Linked DNA regions of Mus musculus: regions 2 and 3 are each linked to region 1. A link is a contact called in public ChIA-PET and HiChIP or PLAC-seq data. All regions are on one chromosome and are shown on one strand. The core of a region is the stretch at or near the end of the contact, and the rest is flanking DNA. Distances in the headings are between cores, read along the strand shown.

Region 1 (4,366 bases), core at 1,273-3,772:
GATCTTAGGAGCAAGGACATTGATGTAGGTCCCAGATGTAGTTTAGCTGGTGCTGAGCAGTAATGCAGGTGCCCTTTTCGTGACAGTGCTTGCATTCTTATACCACCACCTTATTCAAACAGGAAACGGTACATTTTTCACATTCTTAGCTAGCGCTAGAGGACACGGACTGGAGGTAACTGGTGCGGGCAGCATTTGTGGAATGTGACTGTTCTCCCTGTTTGCCTTGTTGGCAAGACTATTCCATCCTTTTTCTTTCTCCCTATGTAACAATGCCCACGTCTACTGCACATGCCTACCCGCCCCCTCTCCCGGTCCTGAATGGATCGGAAGGTGTCTTGGTGCTTGTGGTCAGTCTTTGGTGTGGGAGCAGGCTCAGTTTTAGAGTAAAGGTTAACGGCTAAGCATAGGAGGAAGGGGAGCACAGAGAAGACTAGTATTCAGAAAACCAAGGCAAGTAAAAGGGCTGAAAAGACAGCAGGACAGGCAGGCAAGATAGGCCAGCAGAGCTGTGGAGGAACAGACTGGAGCCCAGCTATTAATAAATATAATGCAATGAGGGGGCATCTTTGGACAGCCCATGACAAGGAATAGCCCTGAGAAATTACATTATGCAATAGATCTGGTGCAAAAGGGTGGTACTGGAGGGGTGGGGGGTGAGGACCTGAGGGGAGGGATAGAGGCAGACAGACAGGGATCCGTGAAGGCAGAGAGAATGGGCAGGGGTAGGATTCAGGGAGAGAGAGAAGGAATGGAGAGGGACAGGGACAGAGACGGAGACGGAGACAGAGAGCAGCTAGAGAGCCATGAGGGCAGAGAGAATAGGCGGGGTAGGGTTCAGGGAGAGAGAGAAGGAAGCAGGGGAGAGAGAGACAGACAGAGAAAGACAGAGACAGACACAGAGACACAGACAGAGTCAAAGAGACAGACAGACAGACAGAGAGCTAGCATGGCAGGCAGACCTTTTTATCTGCAGGTGGTGGCAGATGACAACATAAGCAACTGCTCGGTCCCTGAGAGTCCTGTACACTGACACTGACAGGTAAGCTGGGAACAGCTCAAGTAGACAGAGTCAGAAAGGCTGGTAAAGAAAGCAGCACCAAGCGTTATAGGATTAAGGGTGCCAGCAGAGGCTCGGGCAGGACAGATGGCTGGAGTTAGTTAGAAGGGAGGAGAGGTGTGGAAGGCTACTGTGTCCACCAAGGACCCTGCAGTCCTGATGGATGGTGGAGGAGTTTGAAGCAGGAGCTGTGTGGACATTTCTGTTTCCCCAAGTTTACATGTCAATGTCTTGATCCACAATACAGTAGTTTCTAGAGGTGGAGCCTTGGGGAGTTCATTAGATTTTATAGTCATAGGATGTGACCCCATGATGAGATGTATGCTCTTTCCGGAAGAGGAAGAGACCAGAGCCCTCTCCACTCTGTTGTTTGAGGACAAGGTGTTAAGGTAGCTGTGAGAAAGCCACATTAGGAATGAATTTTCAGATCTGGAGTGCTGTGTGAAGTCAGTCCCCGGCAGTTAGGCTGCCCAGCCTGCGCTGCGGTGTTATACCTGCTGACTGAGGTCAAAGCTGTCCCCCAGCCAGTCAAATGAAAGGTGGCCCTAGGTAGGGATGGACAGGGCACAGGGTTAGAGGATGGCAGCAAGTCCCCTGGGAAGTGGAAAGGCTGCTGACCAAGGGGCTGGTGAAATGGCTGCTGAGCTGAGAGCTTTGTGAGGTCAGAGGTCACTGTTTAGGATCTAAACCTCACAAGTATAGATCCCTTCAACTGCCCTCAAGAGCCCACATAAGAAGAAAGAAGGCTAACGGAAGAGGACAGAGAGGTTAATGTTGCAGAGAAAAGAGCAAGAGAAGAGCAACTTACATATACAAACATGTGAATATAGCCATGCATACTTATATGATTATATGTGTTTATATGAAGAAACATAATAGATAAATGGATGGATAGATAGATAGATAGATAGATAGGGAAGGATACACATGACTTATTAAAATGGAATAGGGGATATGTGTGTGTGTGTGTGTGTGTGTGTTCATATATGTGTGCTATCAAAGAATGATTTTGGCAAATTAATCTTTACTAGGAAAAAAAAAAAAAACCCAGAAGAAGTAAATATACTTCTTAGGAAGATGATATAGTATTCCAGGTCAGAATGAGCAAGTACTCTTGGGCTCACCTCAGAACTATTCTTAGCACAGGCTCAGGGAGCCAGTGAACTTGGCATGGCCCCTGACAGGGAGCAGGTGAAAGGAGGTAGGTCTGGGCTGCATTTGTAAGGTCATTAAAGAAGTCTTAGCACCATGTTGCCTGCTGTAGAGATCTCACAGCCAGCCAAGGGGACTGCTTCCTAGAAACCTGAGAGAGCTAAGGGCAGGGCCAGGGATGAAGTCAGAATTTCCCTGGGGCACACACCTAAAGCCAGTCTACTGAAGACCTAGAGTGTACTTGGGCGGCTACCCTGGAGTAGCAGACATTTCAGCCCATGCTTAGCCTGGGCGGGCTTTCAGAAGTGGGGATTAAGGCAAACGGTGGTTCTGGAGGTTCAGTGACCTTCCACATAGCCTAGATAAGTGCCTGAGCTCTGCTAGAGGAGCCCCTGGGAGAATGTACCTAGTTCTTTTTAGTCTCTGCAGGCCCAGCCTGAGGCGACAAGGACACAGCAGCTTCTCTGAGAAATACCTTTCACTTTATTTAATTCCCGTTTCCTCTGGGTGAGCAGCCTCGAACTTCAGGAAGCTTCATTTCCTTCCCCTCTTCAAAATGCTCCGGTTTTAAGCCTTTGTTTACATTAGCCAAGGCAAAACCAGTTTCTGGTTACACAGCTGGTGACAGGAAGAAAAGGTGAAAGCCCAAAGCCAGCCCACTAAGGCCAAAGTTGCTAAGAGATCAGATGTTCACATGGGGAGTTAGCAGAATTAACGCCTAACTTCTTGCCCCAGCTTCCTTCAGACTAATACCACTGCCAAGAGATTCCACTATGAGTGAGCAGCCCCAGTCACTCTGCCCCTGCCCCTCCCCCGTCCCTGCCCCTGCCCCTGTCCCTGTCCCTGCCCTTCCCCCCTGCCCCTCTGCTGCCCCTCCGCCTGCCCCTGCTGCCATAGGACTTTTGGTTTTGTTACAAGATGGAGTGGGTCAGTGTGAACGGCTCCTGGAATATGTTTTGCTCTTTCTCCTTTTGTTCAGGTTTGTTGCTCTCTTAGAGTTTTATCAGAATTCAGAAGTGTACATAGAGGAAAACCTAGGTCATGTGGATGCTCCCAAAGGGACTAGAATTTATCTGAAACTCATGTGGGAGGAGCTAACAAAGGAAAACACAGCTCTGTTGGAGGGTGGGAGGAGGTGTGGATGCAGGGACAGGGTGGCAACCTGGGCAGAGAGAAGGAAGAGACCAACATGGCCTTGTGTGCACAGGCGGAGGCAAGCGTTGCAATACCGATGAGTGCCATGTCTGGCAGGTTTGACTCTCATGAGTGACACAGGGTATTCATTACCCATCCCCTTGGCATTTCCTCCAGTTTGACCTATTATTAACATTCATCTGCCCACATTGTTTTCCTGTCTTATTCCAATTAGTAAAAGATGAAATTCTCTTGGCTAAGTGGCACCTTTCTGAGGTGGAGTGTCTTTGGAGTAGGACCCCAAACATAATATCTATATCTGACCAAAGCCATCAGCACATTACAAAGAATTCCAAATGTTCCTGATAAGGGTCTAGTTCTGCTTCCTTCAGGTGTCTTCAGCTCCTGGGCATTAACTGAACATCTACTTATAAATGGGGAGGACACAGATAAATGAAGCAATGGCTTTTGTAGGTTCACAGACCACTAGGAAGGCAACATAAATGCATCTAGCAGTAGCTGCCTCTGTTGAGGGTCACAGCCAATGGTGTGAGCATGAAGTGTCCTTCCCAGACCATTTGTTAAAGCCCATTGGTTATCAGCCAGTGGGCTTTGGGAAATTGATTGGATTCTGAAAGCTCCGATCCAATCAATGGGTTCATCCTTTGATGCATTAATAACTTGATAGTATCAACAGAAGATGGCAGAAGGTAGGAAATGAGGCCTAGTATACGCTTAGGGGATGTATCTTGCCCTGGCTGCTTCCTGGATTCCATCTCTCTGCTTTCTGTCCTCCCAGAGATGAGTAGCCTCTGGCACATGCTCCTGCCTTGTGACATTCTGCCTCATCATAGGTCCTGAATCAATAGAAGGAAAAGCTGTGGATGGCCTTCTTCAAACTGTGAGCCCTGCTGTGTAGCAACTTCCTCTGAATTTAAACCTTTCTTCCTTAGAGGGAGGAGGGATGCTCAAAAGAATCCTGGAAGGTACAGTGTTCCAAAGCCCCCCCCCCTCCTGATA
Region 2 (4,366 bases), core at 477-2,976, 210 kb after region 1:
TTCTCGAAAGCCCCATTCCTGGTGCAGTTGGAAATATTTGATCTTGCCAATTAAAGACCTTAGCTTCTTAAGAAGTTGGTGGCTCAAGCCTTTAATCCCAGCACTTGGGAGGCAGAGGCAGGCGGATTTCTGAATTCGAGGCCAGCCTGGTCTACAGAGTGAGTTCCAGGACAGCCAGGGCTACACAGAGAAACTCTGTCTCAAAAAAACAAAACAAAACAAAACAAAAAAACAAAAAAAAAGGAAAAAGAAAGAAAAAAACCATTCCTTTTTTCCTTTTCAAAATGTCTCTCTCACTGATTTTGCTGAGGAAATTATTCTCTCTGTACTTTTTTGACCTACATGGATTCAGTTACTTCCTGCTTCAGCCATAATTACAGCTTTCCATAGTAGAAGATGAGCCTTGCATACTTTCCTCCCGTGTATCCTGTCTGACTCCATCGTTAACCCTCTGGACCTCAGAGCAAGCATGGGCCCCAGGATCTGGAAACATGGTACAAAGCTTTGCTTGATAATTCTCAGAGTTTCATTGATCCATAATTGCCTACTACTGGAGGGTGGGGATCGGGGAGAGAGGGTTGACACCTCCTCATATTGTTGTGCCCTGAGTCCACCTGAAACCCAGATAAGCCCAAGAATTGCAAAGTCCGCTGCAACTGGCTGTTTCAAGTTCAATCTCTGTTCACCTCCCCGCACTCACCGCATGAATGCTGGCAAGCGAACCTGAGTCCAGAAAACATTGGGTTTATATACAGTATAGTTAGGAATAGTGTGACTATTCACAGAAAAGGGGAGTAGAGGGTGGAATAGTACGGAAGCAGGGGTGGGGGGTTAATGGGTGTCTGTTCAAGGACTTTTTTTTTATGGCCAGTCATAACTGTGATCTGACCTCTGTTTAGCTTTTTTGCCATGGTCTCCCTTGAGCTTGTTATTTCTCTAAGGTCTAGGACAGGCACCTGGAGTTCTTATCAGCAGGAGTGTTGGTTTTTGGAGACACAGAGGCGGGGAGAAGGTCTCAGAATGTCCTCATTATGGGTCGTGCCATTCTAACGCTAGGAGGGGGAGGGAGCCCCAGGCTGCTGCAGGAGGATGCAGCACAGAAACCAGCTGTCTGCAAATCCTGCTTGCCTGGGCGGGGGAGAGGGGGAGCCTCTGGCAGGGAACGCAGAGGCAAACTGTACTGTCTGTACAACACTGAAGTCTCTCTAGTATCAGTAATTCAGGGGTTACAACAGTATCAAGCCTCCACCCCCAAATCTGGGTTAATTCTGTGTTCACTTTTAATCTTCCAACTCCCTGCCTGTTACTCAAACATTTATGCCTCTTTCCCGCCATGGGGAATTGGTACAGGCATCGTTGCTTCTTGTGTTTGGCGTGGCTCTACCTATGATCAGGGGAAATCCTTCAGGTTCAGCCTTGCTGGGACATAAGAGTATATTTTGTTTCAACAGGCTGTTTTTTGTTGATCGAAATCACTTGATTTCAAGCTTTTGTCTTCCCCTGAAATAAAAGACTCATCACTTGGCTGGCTTTCTCTGTACTCACGGAGTTAGCGAACCATGGGGACAGGAGCTTATGGGAAGGCAAATACATTGGCCTACTATGTCACACATATTATCTCTGTGTATCAGCACATCCCCAGAGCCAGCAGAAGGGAAGCCAGCATCAATACCACAACTGCTGCTTAGGTGTCAGGTACAGTCACATCCACCTTGAGTGCAAACGTCAGTGGACTCCACGTGAGCCTGATCAGAATGTTGCCACCATCCATCTCTCTCTACCCATCTACTCTGGTTCAAACGAGTCATGCTCCGTTGCTCTTGGCTCCACATCCCACCTATCAGCTGTCAGTGTTGCTAAAGGGCCCTTTCTAATTTCACAAAGCCACTGTGGGCCCACATTAACCTTGCCACGACAACCCTAGGCACTCTACCTATCTATCACCTGGATCTCTGACCCAGTACCTCCTACTTCCCTGTCTGACCTACAATATACAAAGTAGCCTACAATATACAAAGTGTCTGTCTGGCACTCTGCAGTTTCCCTACTTTGCATCCTGCATCTTCCTTTGATGTGACTCTGCCTCATTTCCTCATCTCCCTGTCACCCTCCAAGCCTGCCCGCCTTACTCTGCTGCAGCCATACTGCAGTCTTCCTGTCAACCATGGCACTCATTTCTATGACAAGCTCTTTGCATGTTTCCTCAGATGTCTGCCATTGTCCCAGGTCACCTCCCCTACAGCCCTTAGTTACTGTAACTGCATTGCTTTATTGGTTTATGCCTTTGTCAGCTCTTACTTCCCTTCATGGGAAGCAACCTTCTGAGAGCCTCTGCTTGGCCTTTTGCCACCATATTCCTAGCCTGGCACACAGTGGACAGCAGTACGTACTCTGGACTGGAACTAATTTCAAGCAGAGGAAAAGGGAAACAGATAAAGATTACTTTATTGTGCTGGGAATTGAAGCCAGGGCCTTGTGTATGCCAAAACTTCACCTCCGAGTTCTATCCCTACCCAAAAACAATGTTTTTTTTGAAACACACACACACACACACTCATAAGACTAATGGCTAGCATTTTATTTCTCTGTTCAGACATGCTAATCTCTGCGTGAAGCAATTGTGGGGATAGTGTGCTCTCTGGGCAAGGAACTTGGCTGGGTGACAACTAGTTGTCTATAAGGCAGCATCTTAAGATAACCAGGTCAGATCAAGTAGACATTGGTCATCACGGTGATCAGCTGTCTTTGCAGGAGTAAAGTCTGAATGGTTCCTATGTGCTTTGCAGTAGACCACCCACTGTTTTAAGGTTCTCTAATTGCTGAACCATATTCTTTCATTTCTTTCATTTTGAGCAAAGCTGACATGGCAAGAAGTGAACTCAGGCATTTGTAGTGATTTTTAAGTATCTCATGACAATCACTGGTGATTTCTTGAGTTTTCAAGTCTGAGCTTTCCTTGATATGTTAACATTTCAAATGACACCAGAAAGTCCCAAATGATGACAAAACTACAAGGACTGTATCAGTTCGTTTATGTACTTTGAAAGAGGATCTGTGATGGCTAATCTCCATTGTTGACCTGGCTGGTTTTGTGTGTCAACTTGACACAAACTAAAATCATCAGAGAGAAAGGAGACTCTGTTGAGGAAATGCCTACATGAGATCCAGCTGTAAGGCATTTTCTCAATGAGTGATCAGTGATGGAGGGCCCAGTTCATTGTAGGTGGTGCTAGGCTGGTGGCCCTGAGTTCTATAAGAAAGCAGACTGAGCAAGCCAGTAAACAGCATCCCTCCATGGTCTCTACATCACTCCAGTCCTACTTGAGTTCCTGTCCTGACTTCCTCCACTTCTGAACTATGATATGGAAGCATAAGCTGAATAAACTCTTTCCTCCCCAATTTGCCATGATGTTTTATTGAAGCAATAGAAACTCTAACCAGGCAGTTATCAACTTGGCATTGTTAGCATTTTGTCTAAGCTCTGCCCCACAGTTACCTGGTAATAGTCAGGTAGGTCTGACCCACTATAAAAGGGGCTGCTTGTCCCTTCCTCACTCTCTTGCTCTTGTTCCTCTCGCACTCTTGCTCTGTTCTCTTATCCCTTCCCCTCCCCTCTCCATGTGCCCGCTCCTCCTCCTCCTCCTCCTCCTCCTTCTTCTCCTTCTTCTCCTTCTCCTTCTTCTTCTTTTCTCTCTCTCTCTCTCTCTCTCTCTCTCTCTCTCTCTCCCTCTCTCTCTTTCTCTCTCTCTCTCTCTCTCTCTCTCCCTCTCTCTCTCTCTCTTTCTCTCTGCTTTCTCTGCCTCTACTACCTCTTAATTCCCCTCCTCCTGCCCTTAATGAAGTCTATTCTGTACTACACCATCATGTGGCTGGTCCCTCAGGGGGAAGGGAGGCCTCAGCATGGGCCCACAGAGGCACCGCCTTCCCCCATATCTCACCACACCTCCATAGAACATATCCCCTCTCTCTTTATCTTTTTATAAACACATCAGATATACTTGGGAAAAGGAAACCTTGTCCAAAAAATTGCCTCTATGAGATTGGCTTGTGGGCATGTCTTTCAGGGTATTTTCTTGATTGTTAATTGATGTGGGCGGGCCACCTGTATAAGAAAGATAGCTGGGAAAACCAGGGGAAGCCAGATAGTAAACATTGTTGCTGTGGTTTCTGCTTCACTTCCTGTCCTGGCTTCTTTCTATGATGGACCATAACCTGCAAGGCACATAAGACCTTTCCTCCACAAGTTACTGTTGTTCACCATTTTATCACAGCAACAGGAAGCAACCTAGAACAAACTCAAAACCTTCTTGCCTCTGTCTTTTAAGTCCTGAGGTTGCAGGCATGTATCAAGGAGAGACAGGTATCT
Region 3 (4,366 bases), core at 545-3,044, 180 kb after region 1:
GGTTGGATATGACAGACAGCACATACCTGTACCCACAGCATAAACTGTATGTATGTATGTATGTATGTATGTATGTATGTGTATGTATGTAAAAAAGAAAAAAAATACACACACATAACACAGTATTGCAAATTTAGGGCTACATAGATTTTTAATAATGTTAAATGATAAACAGCTTTTTAAGAAAAAGTATTAAGGATTAAATTATTTTGCTAGAAAACTTGTGAACTATTAAAAAGGGTGATTTAAAATTTAAAATACAATTTAAGCTGTCTTAAATTTAGAAATTTATCAGCTGCCGGGCATGGTGCCGCACGCCTTTAATCCCAGCAGTTGGGAGGCAGACGCAGGTGGATTTCTGAGTTCCAGGCCAGCCAGGGCTACACAGAGAAACCCTGTCTCGGAAAACAAAACAAAACAAAAAAATAATAATAATAACAATAATAATAATCAGCTAAGCGTTAGCAGTAGTAATCACCTTTGTATTTTCTTGGTAGCTTAAAATACAAATATGATTCTAGAAGTGAACTGGACAAGGTGGTCGAGAGGCATTCGGAAGAGGAATTAGTTGAGGCCCTTCAGAAGACAATGTGAGGGCAGTAACGAACCTACAGTAGGTCTGGTGACAATGTATGAGCTAAAACAGTGTCTTAGCCAGGAGAGCCCCCCCTTACAGAACCTGATAGCAAGACTCTATCTGAGCACATAGTTCATCCTCGCTGTCTCCCTCCATCTCTCCCTGCATTTACGGTGCTGAGGACCAGACTCAGCCTGGCGCATGGTAAGCATTGCTCAAATTTATGTAATTTTTACATATGGCAGTCACTGAATGAACTCCTCAGCTTTGAAATATGATTCTTTTTCCTTGTTAATTACTATTTCAGGCCATTTTGTAATCACCTCCATCATCCTCAAATCCTTCCCTATTTTCTACTTCATTTCTGCTCAGATAGAGCAGCTATATTTGAGAGGGTAAAGATTTTCATTAGGGTGAAGAAACAGTGAACAAGGAGTATTATTGTTGAATTGCTGCTTACGTCTCAAGGGAGCAGTAGGAATGGCACACATACAGCCCCAAGGACATGGTGTTCTACTTAATTTTCTATTGCTGTAGTCATATACTGGCCAAACTGACTTGTGGCAGAAAGGGTTTGTTCCACTTATACTTTATAGTCCATTATCACAGGAAGCCAGGGAAGGAGCTCAAAGCAGGAACTGTAGCAGAGACTGTGGAGGAATGCTACTTACTGGCTTGCTCAGCTTGCTTTCTTACATAACCTAGGACCACTTGCCCATGGGTAGTACCACCTGTACTGGGCTGGACCCTGCTGTATCAATAATCAATAATTAATGCCGCTCATACTGTCTTCTGAACACCCACAACAGACTATACTCCATTTCCCTCAAATGCCTCTACACAGTCAGTCTGATGGAGGCAGTTCTTCCCTGAGACACCCTCCTCCCAGGTGACTCAGCTTATGTCATATGTAGCAGTCATACATGGATTCATATTCTGGTTTGCCAGTGTCATTCTGGGACTTGAGAAAACTAATTGCTGTATGCCTGTTTAACCTAGCAGGTTTTGTTTGTTTTTGCTTTTGAGTGTAGGGTTAATTGACGTAGAGTTCAGTGCTTCCTGGGTGTGTGATACATGCCCAGATGTTTAAGTTTGTTTTCACTTTTCCGCACTTGTTTTATATGTCTTACTTGCTTGCCATGAGATTAACATGTGCTCTAGAGAAATGATTGGAAGAGTGAAGCAGCAGATGTAGATGTAACATAGTTGGAATAAAACTCAGTTGGATAGGAGCTGACAACACACCAGTGCTCTATTCAGGTAGTTAGGACTTTACAAGGCCAGACACTGCTTGTTTCAGAAGTTGAGCATTATGGTGTTGGGTTCACAATTAAAGGAGAATCTGTTTCAATTACTGCTGCAAAAAAATATACCTTAAAATATATCACAATATTTCTGTTACTCAGTTCTTGCTTATATAGATAACTTAAAGCTGTGTACAATACTTCTATGTGGTTCAAAACATAGCCAGACAGATCCTCATTTTGATTCAGACCCATGCAGCTGTTCTGGAGATGAGCAGTTGCTAGAAGGAATCTGCGGTCATCAAGGATTGAATGTACGTGGAGGCAAACAATAACTTTGCTTCATAGTAGTGTGATCCTTACAAGAGACCAGCTAAACTTTTTTTTTCCTTTCTTATCAGATATAATGGATCTCTCCCAAACGGTGATAGAGGAAGGAGGAAAAGTAGGTTTGCTTTGTTTAAAAGACCTAAGGCAAATGGGGTGAAGCCTAGCACCGTGCACATTGCATGTACTCCTCAGGCTGCCAAGGTAAGATAAAGTTGTAAAGAAGTTAACTTGGAAAGTTGAAATATTTTTATGTGTGGTCTGCAGTGCTTCACATTTCTGTTTTGAATTGATGGTATTTGAAAAGCTGCCATATGGAATTCCGCATTAAAAATGACAGACCAGAGGCAGGTAGAAATCAAAAGAAAATATCTTGATTCTCTAAGGCTGTCTGAGTTCTCTGGGTTTATTTTCTTCTTGGCATATGACATGCTTATGTTTTGCCCCACCTCCATGTGCAATGGGAGCACATTTTCAGCAGTGCCCACAGTGTAACTTCTCACCCTCGAGGCCTTGTCAGCCCTCCCAGCCCACTTCATTTCCTCACCAAGTTTTAGAGGCCAGGTGAGGAAATGTAACCGTAAGTTTAAAAGTAGTCAGTGTAAAAGTAGAGGAAGTTTTCAGTCCTCATTTTGCCTTGGAATTTCTCTTTCCAGTTTATAGCACAGACTGAATTAATTCAGTAATGTGGGGTCCAGATAAGAACAATTACAGAGTTCCTTGACTTCTAGAAGTTGTACATAAGCATTACATCATCTATGTTAGGTCCTTGTTAGGTTAAATAAATGAGCTGCATTAGAACTGGTAAATTGAAGTTGATTAGATTTCAGCCTTGTTTTATATCAAAGTTAGATATCAAGCCTTGATTTGGCTGCTCGTTGATTACTGTTTGAGAGCCGAAGAGTCTGTAGAAGGGCTGGTCTTCTAACCTGTTTCCTCCTGTTCCTTTGTAGAGAAGGCGTGTGTTCAGTAGACGCTGCAGCTCAGTCTGGGCTGCTCTGTAGTATTTGCGCATCTGGAATGTACCACATCTTCATTGTGCAGAACTGTCCCATGCATTACAAGATACTGAAATTCTTGGGTCCCGTGTACTAAAAGTCATTTAATCACTGCCATTATTGTTACAGTCAAACGCATTTAAGTATTTTCAAATGCCTCTTAGGTGTTTAATCTGGTCTCTGGTTGAGGACCACTGGCAAGGAGATGTTTATAATCTACCTCTAAAATACTTTCTCATTTTGTGTGTGCACATGCATGTATGTGTATGCAGCGAATGCGCCACCATGTCCGGCTGAAAAATAATTTTTTAATATTAGAATTTCAAAAGGCCTTACCTATTTTACAGATTACCTAAAAAGCAAAAACAAACATTTCCCCTTTTTACTATGTGTAGTTACTCTTGTATCTTTTTATCTGTTTTCCTCTTATAAAACCTTCTTTGTGCAATAACTAGGTTTTCCCCTTCTGATATTATCTTCAACTCATTAACATATGAAAACGAAGCTGAGCACTTCTTTTAGGAGAGCAGTTCAGCTTAGGATAAGTCAAAAATATGGCCATCAGAAATACATCTATTTCTTCTTGTAATGTTTAATCATCCTGTAGATTTTTCTGTATCTGATCTGGAATATGATAAAACTTGTCATCTGTAGGATTAGAAAAATGAACTCATAATTCTAGCTTAACTGTATATATAAATTTTTATGTCACTTTAAAAAAATTTTTTTCTTGCAAGATTTTGAATTTTTTCCTTATCAGAGATGGATGTTGGTTTTAGTTTCCATGTGGTATTTGATATTAATTCCCTTAGAATTTAAAGTGCTTTTAAGAGAAACACAGATTCTTAAGAAGCTTAAATTTATGTTTTTGTTCCATGACTATTAAAAAATATTCCCTCAACCTGAGGAAACCACAATTGAAGTTATATAGAGTTTCTTGCCTGTACCCAAAATTCCAGCGTGTGTGTGTGTGTGTGTGAGACAGAGAGAACATTTTACCTTCTTTAATGAAGATATTTTTCTGATTTAATGACTGCTAATATTTGCTGTTAACCCTTTCATTCATAGGCAATAAGCAACAAGGACCAGCATAGCATATCATATACTTTATCTCGAGCCCAGACGGTGGTGGTTGAATATACTCATGACAGCAACACTGATATGTTTCAGGTACTATAACATTATTGTTTTTTTTTCTTTAAAAAAGTTAAAAATCTGTT

The links. ChIA-PET counts read pairs in DNA pulled down with a chosen protein or histone mark. HiChIP or PLAC-seq counts read pairs in DNA pulled down with a chosen protein or histone mark.
Region 2: a contact with region 1 is called in an H3K27ac HiChIP or PLAC-seq map of epiblast stem cells, with 4 times the contacts expected there. The contact joins two enhancer-like sites. A contact is called at or near these places in 2 of 484 Hi-C or Micro-C datasets (bone marrow-derived macrophages and liver), 3 of 115 datasets of contacts at active chromatin or transcription factors (embryonic stem cells, epiblast stem cells and memory CD8 T cells) and 2 of 9 other capture datasets (embryonic stem cells and macrophages).
Region 3: a contact with region 1 is called in an RNA polymerase II ChIA-PET map of memory CD8 T cells, with 8 read pairs. The contact joins two enhancer-like sites. A contact is called at or near these places in 1 of 484 Hi-C or Micro-C datasets (bone marrow-derived macrophages), 2 of 115 datasets of contacts at active chromatin or transcription factors (memory CD8 T cells and pancreatic cancer cells) and 3 of 9 other capture datasets (embryonic stem cells, liver and macrophages).

The regions. Positions count from the first base shown.
Region 1 is chr11:20,955,634-20,959,999 of GRCm38.p6, forward strand. All of the region lies in intron 6 of Gm32293 (a long non-coding RNA gene), which reads left to right. Among named protein-coding and RNA genes, the nearest start is that of Gm46273, 40 kb to the left of the region's middle. Within about 2 kb of position 2,523, at least 72 of the 459 cell types and tissues checked have an H3K27ac peak or open chromatin away from gene starts, as enhancers often do. A contact at or near this core is called in epiblast stem cells and memory CD8 T cells, where this site is marked.
Region 2 is chr11:21,162,780-21,167,145 of GRCm38.p6, forward strand. No RefSeq gene overlaps it. Among named protein-coding and RNA genes, the nearest start is that of Peli1, 74 kb to the left of the region's middle. Within about 2 kb of position 1,727, at least 55 of the 459 cell types and tissues checked have an H3K27ac peak or open chromatin away from gene starts, as enhancers often do. A contact at or near this core is called in epiblast stem cells and memory CD8 T cells, where this site is marked.
Region 3 is chr11:21,138,342-21,142,707 of GRCm38.p6, forward strand. It overlaps Peli1 (pellino 1), which reads left to right. Exons shown (of 7, transcript NM_023324.2): 3 at 2,223-2,352; 4 at 4,215-4,316. Among named protein-coding and RNA genes, the nearest start is that of Peli1, 49 kb to the left of the region's middle. Within about 2 kb of position 1,795, at least 18 of the 459 cell types and tissues checked have an H3K27ac peak or open chromatin away from gene starts, as enhancers often do. A contact at or near this core is called in memory CD8 T cells, where this site is marked.